Regions from separate parts of the Mus musculus genome. Here all the other regions are linked to region 2. Evidence: chromatin contacts called from public Hi-C data. All regions are on one chromosome and are shown on one strand. The core of a region is the stretch at or near the end of the contact, and the rest is flanking DNA. Distances in the headings are between cores, read along the strand shown. Region 1 overlaps Slc5a9 (solute carrier family 5 (sodium/glucose cotransporter), member 9). Region 2 has its middle 33 kb from the start of Spata6. Region 3 overlaps Spata6 (spermatogenesis associated 6).

What was found. A called contact is a pair of places that touch in the nucleus more often than the background predicts.
Region 1: a contact with region 2 is called in a Hi-C map of double positive thymocytes, with 3 times the contacts expected there. The contact joins two enhancer-like sites. A contact is called at or near these places in 4 of 15 datasets of contacts at CTCF or cohesin (the NIH/3T3 cell line, embryonic stem cells, large pre-B cells and 1 more), 29 of 484 Hi-C or Micro-C datasets (B cells, the Ba/F3 cell line, the CH12 cell line and 15 more), 3 of 115 datasets of contacts at active chromatin or transcription factors (T-cell acute lymphoblastic leukemia, large pre-B cells and stem cell-derived neural progenitor cells) and 2 of 9 other capture datasets (adipose tissue and liver).
Region 3: a Hi-C map of CD8 T cells shows a contact between it and region 2, with 2.3 times the contacts expected there. The contact joins two enhancer-like sites. A contact is called at or near these places in 2 of 15 datasets of contacts at CTCF or cohesin (large pre-B cells and pro-B cells), 10 of 484 Hi-C or Micro-C datasets (B cells, CD4 T cells, CD8 T cells and 6 more), 4 of 115 datasets of contacts at active chromatin or transcription factors (the 230-238 cell line, bone marrow-derived dendritic cells, fibro-adipogenic progenitors and 1 more) and 3 of 9 other capture datasets (adipose tissue, liver and pancreatic islet).

Annotation. Positions count from the first base shown.
Region 1 is chr4:111,878,944-111,881,913 of GRCm38.p6, reverse strand. It overlaps Slc5a9 (solute carrier family 5 (sodium/glucose cotransporter), member 9), which reads left to right. Exons shown (of 15, transcript NM_145551.4): 14 at 1,519-1,702. Among named protein-coding and RNA genes, the nearest start is that of Slc5a9, 22 kb to the left of the region's middle. Within about 2 kb of position 1,258, at least 23 of the 459 cell types and tissues checked have an H3K27ac peak or open chromatin away from gene starts, as enhancers often do. A contact at or near this core is called in the CH12 cell line, T-cell acute lymphoblastic leukemia and double positive thymocytes, where this site is marked.
Region 2 is chr4:111,685,907-111,688,977 of GRCm38.p6, reverse strand. No RefSeq gene overlaps it. Among named protein-coding and RNA genes, the nearest start is that of Spata6, 33 kb to the left of the region's middle. Within about 2 kb of position 1,732, at least 67 of the 459 cell types and tissues checked have an H3K27ac peak or open chromatin away from gene starts, as enhancers often do. A contact at or near this core is called in the CH12 cell line, T-cell acute lymphoblastic leukemia, double positive thymocytes and 1 more, where this site is marked.
Region 3 is chr4:111,815,548-111,818,553 of GRCm38.p6, reverse strand. All of the region lies in intron 11 of Spata6 (spermatogenesis associated 6), which reads right to left. Among named protein-coding and RNA genes, the nearest start is that of Slc5a9, 86 kb to the left of the region's middle. Within about 2 kb of position 1,288, at least 25 of the 459 cell types and tissues checked have an H3K27ac peak or open chromatin away from gene starts, as enhancers often do. A contact at or near this core is called in pro-B cells, where this site is marked.

The DNA of each region.
Region 1 (2,970 bases), core at 9-2,508, 190 kb before region 2:
TCTTCTCTATTCACTCTCAAGACTGAAACTGAAAATCTAACTGCCTCAGGTAACATGAAGATGCATTACCTATATGATATTAGTGACACACGGGGTGAACATGAAGTTCATATATTCATTGTGTAGAAACAGACAAATCTCTCAGTACTTACAATCTCAGACAGAGGCACACTTGGGTCTGATACAGATGTCGCAAAGTAGGTCTGCAGAAGCAGGCAGGTGACACCTGGCTCTGCATGTGACAAGACTGCTGGGTCAGTGGAAGAGTTTTATTGAAGAAGACCCTCAGAGGCACAATCATGATCTAGTCTAACACCACTGATATCAACTAGGGAAGCTGCGTTTTAGTCTTCTGGACCACCAAAAGAGAGAGAGAGAGAGAGAGAGAGAGAGAGAGAGAGAGAGAGAGAGAGAGAGAGAGAGAGAGAGGAAGGAAGGAAGAAAGAAAGAAAAGAAAAGAAAAGAAAAGAAAAGAAAAGAAAAGAAAAGAAGAGAAAAGAAGAGAAAAGAAAAAAAAAAAAAAAGAGTTGAAAGTTACCAGAACCATCCACGAGACATAAGGCTTGGTTTTCCTTACTGAAGGTCTCAGAAACATTACAGACACTTCAAGCCCACCATCATATTTGTGTGCCCATTTTCCCTCTCCTCTCCTCTCCTCTCCTCTCCTCTCCTCTCCTCTCCTCTCCTCTCCTCTCCTCTCCCAAAGTCCCAAACCCACTCTTGTATCTTTTCTCCCTTGGAGGGGCTTCAGTTCCCCATGTCATTAGCTGAGCAGAAAACAAGAACCATGGTAGTCTCTCCTCTTCACTTGATCCTTCCATAAGTCACCATATCCTATGAGTTTTACTCTCCTAACATCTCCGAAGGCTGCCACCTCCTGGGATGGATGTTTGAGATGGATAGTTGAGTATTTGCCTAAATAAATATTTGCCTGGGTAAGTCCTAGGTCTGACTCCAGGCACTGCAAAGAGAATCAATGCATATATAAATGCAGAGGCCTTCCCCTCCTACCTGTTTTCTAGAGCACTTACTATTTCTTTCAATATTTCTTGTTTTCACTTTTTATACACTCCCAATCTGGACCATTTCAATTCAATTTGAAAGAACCTTGAAAAACCTAGCTTACAGATCCTTCTCTTTCTAAAGGCTGCAATAGCTCTTGCTGGCTTTCAAGTTTGTTCTTGCCACTAATCAGCTCCTCCCCCAGCCTTTCAAAGCTTCTCACGGGTGATCAGGCACCTGCTTCCTGTCTAGGATTGTTTTCTCCCAGGCTGAGCTCCAAGCTACTGGGGAAATCCTGACTCAGATATCAATTCTAGCACCTAATGTAGGCCTGACAGAAAGTGGCTACTCAAGAAAGACTCATATTTGAAGAAAAGGGAAAGCAACGTGGCTTTCCCAGCCTCCCCTTGTTCCTCAGCCTATTTACTATTTCTCTGTTGCTCCCACAAATGAGACTTCCTTCTCCACAGCAGGACTGTCCTCTGACTCCAAATACTGTTTCTTCTTTTTTTCTAGCTTGCTCGCCTGACCTGGTGGACAAGGAACTGTGCCGTATCTGACCTGCAGAAGAAAACCTCTGTGAGTGTGAACAACACAGAGGATGACAACTCTCCAGGACTGGCAGGGAGGCCAGTGGTAGAGGGCCCTGCAGGAGATGAGGAAGAAGCAAACACCACTCAGGGGCCTGAACAACCAGGAGGTAGGTTGAGTGGATCTTGGGCAGCATAATGGGGCATAAAGGAGCTTGAGGACAAACATAATCCCCCAATTTCATGGTTACTGGGGATAGAGAACTCTGAGAAAATCCAATCAAAATTACCCTTTCACTTTGCCATGTTACTATTAAGCCAGTTAAGACATATGAAAGTCTAAAAACTGACTTGTTAACTCATGAGGTGGCTACACGTTCTCCAGAGGGTCTAACCAACAGCCTTACAGAAGAAACCTATGGGCAGGAAGCTGAACAGCATTATACCTATTGAGTTTACTCCATGTGGAAGGCAGCATAGTTTCCCCTTGTGGGAAAAGTGTAGAACATGCCCATAGACTTGTGTTGTTGTCATAGGGATGTTGCAGAAAGATGGCTACTTTTCTGCCAGGTTCTTTGAGCTACTTATACCTTCTCAGAGGTTGTTAAATGTGTTAGGATAGTACATTAATTAAATCAAAGCCACAATGTGCCAGTTGACAATATAATGAGGTCATAACTTTCCTGTAGTGAGATTCAATAATAATATTAAGGCATCACGATGATAGAATGGCATCATTATTGAGATTTTTTTTCAGTTATAATATTCCCAAGGAAAAATTTTAAATTTCAAAAGTCACATCAGTTACAAGTCCAAAGTCAATTATCTTTCCCTTATGAGGTAGCAATTTAATAAAAGGTAAGTGCTGTGTTTATTTTCAGCCCTAGTTAGATAGAGTCTCACTGCCTAGATGGAGCTGAGATTCTCTCACCAGCTGCTTTACATAAATTTAGGCAAAACTACCTCAGACTTCAGAAAGCCTAGGTGTTGTAGCTGCCTCTGCAGTACCGACCTTTCTGTAACTGCAGGAAGTTAAACCAGACACCAAGCAAAGCATCACTGCTGGACCTGCACTTTTGTCGATACTCTGCCTCCCAGTTCTTCTGCATTCACAGGGTCCGAAATCCTGCATTGACCCTCAGGCTTGAATGGAGCCACACTTTTTGAGGCCCTTCACCTTCATTCAAGGTCCTTATACTATACAAACGACCACTATCTAGTAGCTAAAGATACCATGTGCTCCAAAACCACTAACATCTAAGGCTCCATACTTCTTGCCCAGGCAGTGGTGCTCAAAGGTCAGTGGAGCAGCCTGAAAGGGAGAAATATTTTCTCATAATCACCACATTAGACACAGAGATGCTCATTTCAGAGGCACCACAGGCCAAAGCCACTCTTTCTGGACTTAACCAGTCAGCCACTTAGGTTCAGTGTGTTT
Region 2 (3,071 bases), core at 483-2,982:
GAAATACTGGCCATAAAATTACATGATGCTTCTGAAATCTCTTTTTCAGCAAAGTAATCCCATGAATCCATGCAGTAAAGAATAATTCAGTGCCCCTAAATCCTGCCTCTTCACTCTTAGGTGAAATACTGGCTTATGAGCTATCTGAGTATGTGTAATGTAGTTAGGCTACACGCTCGGATAGCTCTCCATCTTTCCCCTTCCCCTCCCCTGTCCCCTGTCTCCACTCTCTCTCTTCTCTCTTCTCTTTTCTCTCTTCTCTCTTCTCTCTTCTCTCTTCTCTCTCTCTCTCTCTCTCTCTCTCTCTCTCTCTCTCTCTCTCTCTCTCTCCATTCTCCTCCTCTCTCCTCCCTGTATCTCTGTCTGTCTCTATCTGTCTCTCTCACACACACTCACATACACATACATACATACACACACACACACACACACACACACACACACACACACCACAGTCTTCTCTCCATGATGCATCAAACCATTTTCCAGCAATACTACTTCCTTCTAAATCAAGAGAAGACGTGTTTTAAGATGTCTTCCCAATATCAAAACTGAGAAATTGTCTTGCTCAGAATTCTATCAAGAGTTGCTCTGCAGTTTAGAAAGTTTAGCACTGACAGCTGTGGTCGCGTGTGAATCACCCACTCAACATTTCTGGTGGAGTCAGTAGCATCTGCAGCTCCCAATTTGAAAATCAGAGGAAGAGATCGAAGTTTATGCTACTTTATTAAGTCTGTTTAACTTCTGCCACTGTGTCTGTGTGTGTTCCTACATGTGTGCATAGATGCATAGGCTGGACAAGAAATACTGCCTCAAGAGATCCTCCTGCCTCAGCTGAGACTACAGATTTTTCGTTGTGGCTTTTTATGCCATCCTATCATGTGATTTAGATGCAGATATGCATGTTATTCTCTTGCATGTTACAATTAGTTTGTTTCTCCAGTGTGTTAGAATATTGTATATGTTTTTGAAAGTTGATTATGCAAGTATGTATATATTTTATGTGACTTTCATGTAGAAGAGAGTGTTCAAAATGCCTTCGTAGTAAAAAGGTTGGGTCTGTGAGAGCTGAGTTCCTGCTTTTCCAGGGCAGAGCTTAGAGGAGAAACGTGGTAGCCAGAGCATAAGTTTTGAGCGCCCCCTGCTGGGGACAGAGACTGCTGCCATCCTGCTGCTTTCCCTCTTTCAGATTGTGGCGCCTGATAGCTTCCAGAGGCAATGGGAAAGGTGTTTGTGGATCTGAAAACCTCATCCTCAGGGTGGTGGTGGGGAAATGTGAAAAGGAATCTTAGAAATAACATTTAGGAAGAAGGAATGTGGACTACGTGTTCCTTTCTTTACTAAGCGCTGCCATGGACTAGCTGGTTCTGAACTGGAAGAGAGCTAGATGCTGAGGCTTATTGATGCGAATGCTGCCAAAATATTACAGGAAAAACATATTCCCGTTTTTTAGTTAAATAACAAAGTCATCTTTCTCTTACTCCTCATTGCAGCAACTTCCTGGCAGCCCACTGTCTTCCTTCTTTCTTCTTTTTCTTCCTTCCTTTCTTTCTTTTTTCTTTGTTTTTCTTTTTCTTCTTTCTTTTCTTTTTCTTTTTCTTTTTCCCTTTTTTGAGTCGGCATTACATTGATTTGATTAACTAAATGAAATCCAAAAGGACATCGGTGTATCTCTCCTGCTGTTGCATCTTGATTCCACGCGGTGGCACTGTGCTGAGCTGTGGACAGCACCACTGCAGAACTCAAAAGAAAGGGGAGGTTTGAAACTGTGCTGAGGAGAGACTAGTGAGATTTGCCGAGACTTGGGGAGGACAGCAGGAGCCTAAATAGCTCCCGCTCCAAGGCTCATACATTTTCAGTATTTACTTTCTCACATGTGTTCGGGAATTCAGCTTCCTGGAAGACACCGAGCGAACTCTCAAGGCCAGCCTCATTTGTCCTTTGACCCTGTTGGACCACACAGCCAAATTTACCCTGCACTTCCCTTAGTGTATCCCCCGGGTTTGCCAGCTTTCCTGTTGAATTTCCAAGACCGCTTCAATCTTCCCACTTTTAGATAATTTGACCTTCCTTCTGAAGGTGTCAGATCTCTTCTAGCCCTGTGTCACACTCAAGCATAGCTGCCAGCTGGCTTCTCTTAGGACAATGCTATTATTATACCTCTGGAAAACTTCTTTTCTAGTAGGAATTGGCCACAACTGTCTTAAGGAGAGGGACAGAGTTTATGTTATGCAAGGAAGAAACAAAAAACAAAAACCTAGCAGTTTGTACCATCTGCCTCAAGAGGTCCTGAGTCTCTTGTCTTTAGAAATACTTGGAGCAGACTGTTGTGAATCGCCCTCCAACCAACACCCCAGGAGGTGCAAGCACACCTGTGCAGTCACTTTGGGATGGTTCAGGAAGGACATGAGCCCCACTCCCCCCAAATGTGCCTACCATCACAGTTTCCCCCTCTTTTGTTGAAACTAATGAGTCACGATCAGAGTAATGTTTTTCTGTGACTCCAAAACCATTTTGCTTAATGAGGTACTAAGTCTTTATAATTAGGCCCAGAAGGAAAAGAGGACGTGGCCCTTAAGAGCAATAATTATTTCAGTTATTTATGGTAATAAAAAATTGAAAATAGGAATTCTTCCTCAGAATGCGACTATTTATTCTTTTACATATTGCCTAACAGGCAATTACCCTATTAAGGCAGCATTTTGTTGCTAAAGACATTAATTGAAATGTAAATTAAATGTAAATCAGCTAATTAAATTGATATGTAATGAACTTGTCAGGCAGGCCTCTCTGATCAGATGCATTTCACTAATAAACAAGCTTTGCAGCCTGCCCAACACACAACTGGGGCAAAGGGTTCCTAGTTGATCTGCACCTGGCAGGCAGCAAGAATGAAGGGGTGGGCTGTTCAGAACATCAGAAGAAGAGAACATTTGGTCATTGCTCTTGGAGACATGTGTCTTAGGATACCTACCTGGGCTTCTTTTTCTTCGGATGCAGAGTATCACATGAGAACACCTAAAAGTTCAACTCAAACCAGGACATGTGAATAATGGTCTACCTGGAATTAG
Region 3 (3,006 bases), core at 39-2,538, 130 kb before region 2:
CTCTCCTCTGCTTTTTTTTCTCATTTCTCCATATATAAAGTTGTGTGTATTTATACATATGCAGATACATTGTATAGAAACATAAACATACACATTGTATTAAACACATGACTATCCAAATTCTTTGTCCCTCAACAACGTCTTCTTAGTTACATTTCAATCAAGTGTGTGTACATCAAAACACTGTGTATAGCAGTATATTAAGCATTAGCCTCAAATTACAAATACAGCTGACTGACTGAGGTATCCTTTGTAAAAGATCAATTCTTAATACTGCTATTATGCCCTTAGATAGCATGTAAATGAATGAACATATCTAGATCCCAAGAATTTGCTTGGGGAACATAATTTGCTGAATCTGTGAAAAAAAAGAAAAGTGAAGATATTCATGTTACACACACAGTGATCAGCTAAAGAAACTAGACATGAAATCATAAAATTTTGTAATGTTGAAAGTTCAAAGCCATATCAAACTCATCTAGATACTGTCATATATTAGAATACTTTGGTGTCTGGTGGAAAGGGCCCTAAGGCATTACCCAGAGTAACTGGGGGTACCAATCATGTTGTGACTGACCTGGATGCTGTTTCACACACCGTACATTTTGTTAATATTCATTCTATTGCACAAAGAGGTATAATACATATGAAGGAGGTAAAAAGTTAAACTACCCAAATAATAGTACTAAAACTCCATAGGAAACACATACAATGAAATGATGTGACAAAACAGCCTGTTAGTATAGCACCTAAACTAACAAAGGAGGCTGGTGTCGACATGTTGTGAAGAAAAAGGCAGGGGAGAACCAGGTGGCATCCACCTGGTGACTTCAAACGTCTCAGAAGCTCAGTGCATCAGCTTGTGGGTAGCCACCAAAGGCAGATGTTTCCAACTCCTCCAGCGGTGAGCGCAGAGTCACAGGAAATTCCACAGGAACTAGAGCCACCTGGGATCTATTAACTCTCAAAACTAACAGGCAAAGTTTCCTTTCTTCATAAAACCACACAGTAAAATAACACCTGGGAACAGAATCCAAATTAAACAGAGAAATAGGAGGAAAGAAAATTTAAAATTCTATGCAAATGGAAGAGAAAGAAAGCCAAGATATATCAGAAACTGTACTGTATATTTGGGGGGAATAAAATTATTTTAAAAATTACACTAAATTATATTTTGTCTCTGAAACTTCAGAAAAGTATTGATAAAAATATAAGTGGTAGAGTGCTTACCTAGTATGTGTGAAACAGTAAAACGCTTAGGAAGAAATAATTTCACAAAGAAAGACCATGAGTTGGTGAGAGAGGAAAAGACAGCAAACAAAAAGCTAGACAGCATCCTTCCAATCCCGAGGTCTGCACTGTAGCTGTGCTGCATCTTCACTGAGGGCCTGATGGCCTCTCCGCAGGGACCCTGACCCTGCCAAGGGTGTCAAGCCTCAGCTGCAATCCCAGATCCCTTCATGCCTTCAAAACCAGTAGCAGGTCTGAGACTTTTACAAATTACATGCCATGTTCAGCTGTCAGCCTGAGATGCAGCCTAAAGCTGCTCCGGACCACAAGTTCTGTGTGCTGAATTCTGGGGAAAACTTCCTAGAAATTTGACATCAGTGATACTGTTCCCTTATTAATTAGTCACAACTGATTTTTTTTTTTTTTGTTAGCCCAAGCTAAGTAGCATCAATTGTCCCAGTGGAACAAAGATTTTTAGTTCCTCAGATTCATGGTCAAAAATATCTCATGAAAAGCCCCAAAGATTCTCTTAAAGATCACCAAGCCGGCCTTCAGTTCCCTCTGCATTATCTTCCACGTTGCCGGAACAGCTCACTGTGCTTGGAGCACTAACTGGATTTTTGAGTCCAACTCTTCAAAATCCTCCTCTACCTCCCTCCCACAGAACATTCCAAGGCAAAAGCACCACATGGTCATATCCATTCCAGCAAAATCCCATTCTCTGGTATCACTTTGTGTCCAGTTTGCTTCTTTTTTTGCTGTGATAAAACACTGACTAAAAACAACTTGGGGAAGAAAGTGTTTATTTGGTGTCCACGTTATGGTCTATCATTGATGGAAGCCGAGGGAGGAGCTCACATGCCCACATTTGGCTGGGCCTTCCTACATCAACCATCAAGAAAATGCCTCACAGACATGACCAGGCCAATCTGATGGCGGCAATGCCTCTGTTGAGATTCCCCCTTCCCAGATAAGTCTACATTTTTTGTTAAGTTGGCAAAAACTAAGCAGCATCTGTGAAAATTAGACCCAACATATTGTCACAGAAGTTCCTGAGAAAGAACTCAAAGGCCAGGAAACAGAAAAAATGACAAAGAATTATAAACATGTTCATAAAAATTTAAAATATATAATGAAACCATAAAACAGCCCTCAATAAAGAAATAGTACAATGTCTGAATGTGATTAATAAGCTTCAAACACTCCCCCCTCTCTCTTCCCTTTGAATACCTGCTATAAAAAAATTACAAGGAGGTCAAAATATCTTTAGCGAATAGTAACCTAGGAATTTTATATGCACCTAAACTAATGACATAAAAGCTACAGATAAAATACCAAAATTCACAAACACTGGTCCAATGAGTCCACCTATAGCAACCTATTAAAACACTTCAGGCAAATAAAATGACCGGAGAAGACACTTAAATAAAAATCAGTTGTTAAATTAATATTTACACTCAACACCCTACATGAGGATTATAAAGGAGACTGTTTAAGGATCTTATAGAACATACTCTGAAAAATATAAACAATCAAAATTGTCGGAAAGTGGAGGATGAAAAAACAGTTGAGCTCTAATAGGGGAGAGGACAACCCTGGACACCATGATCACTCCTTGAGGTGAGAGAGCATTAAAAGAGACAGGACATTATTTTAGAGACAATGTGATGTCTCTAAAGAGGAAGTCTGGCAGCATGTATAAGAAAACGAATTATTCTCAACAATTTCATCTTTGGTGATAGCTTGGTATTCAGTACTGAGAATATTTTAATAACA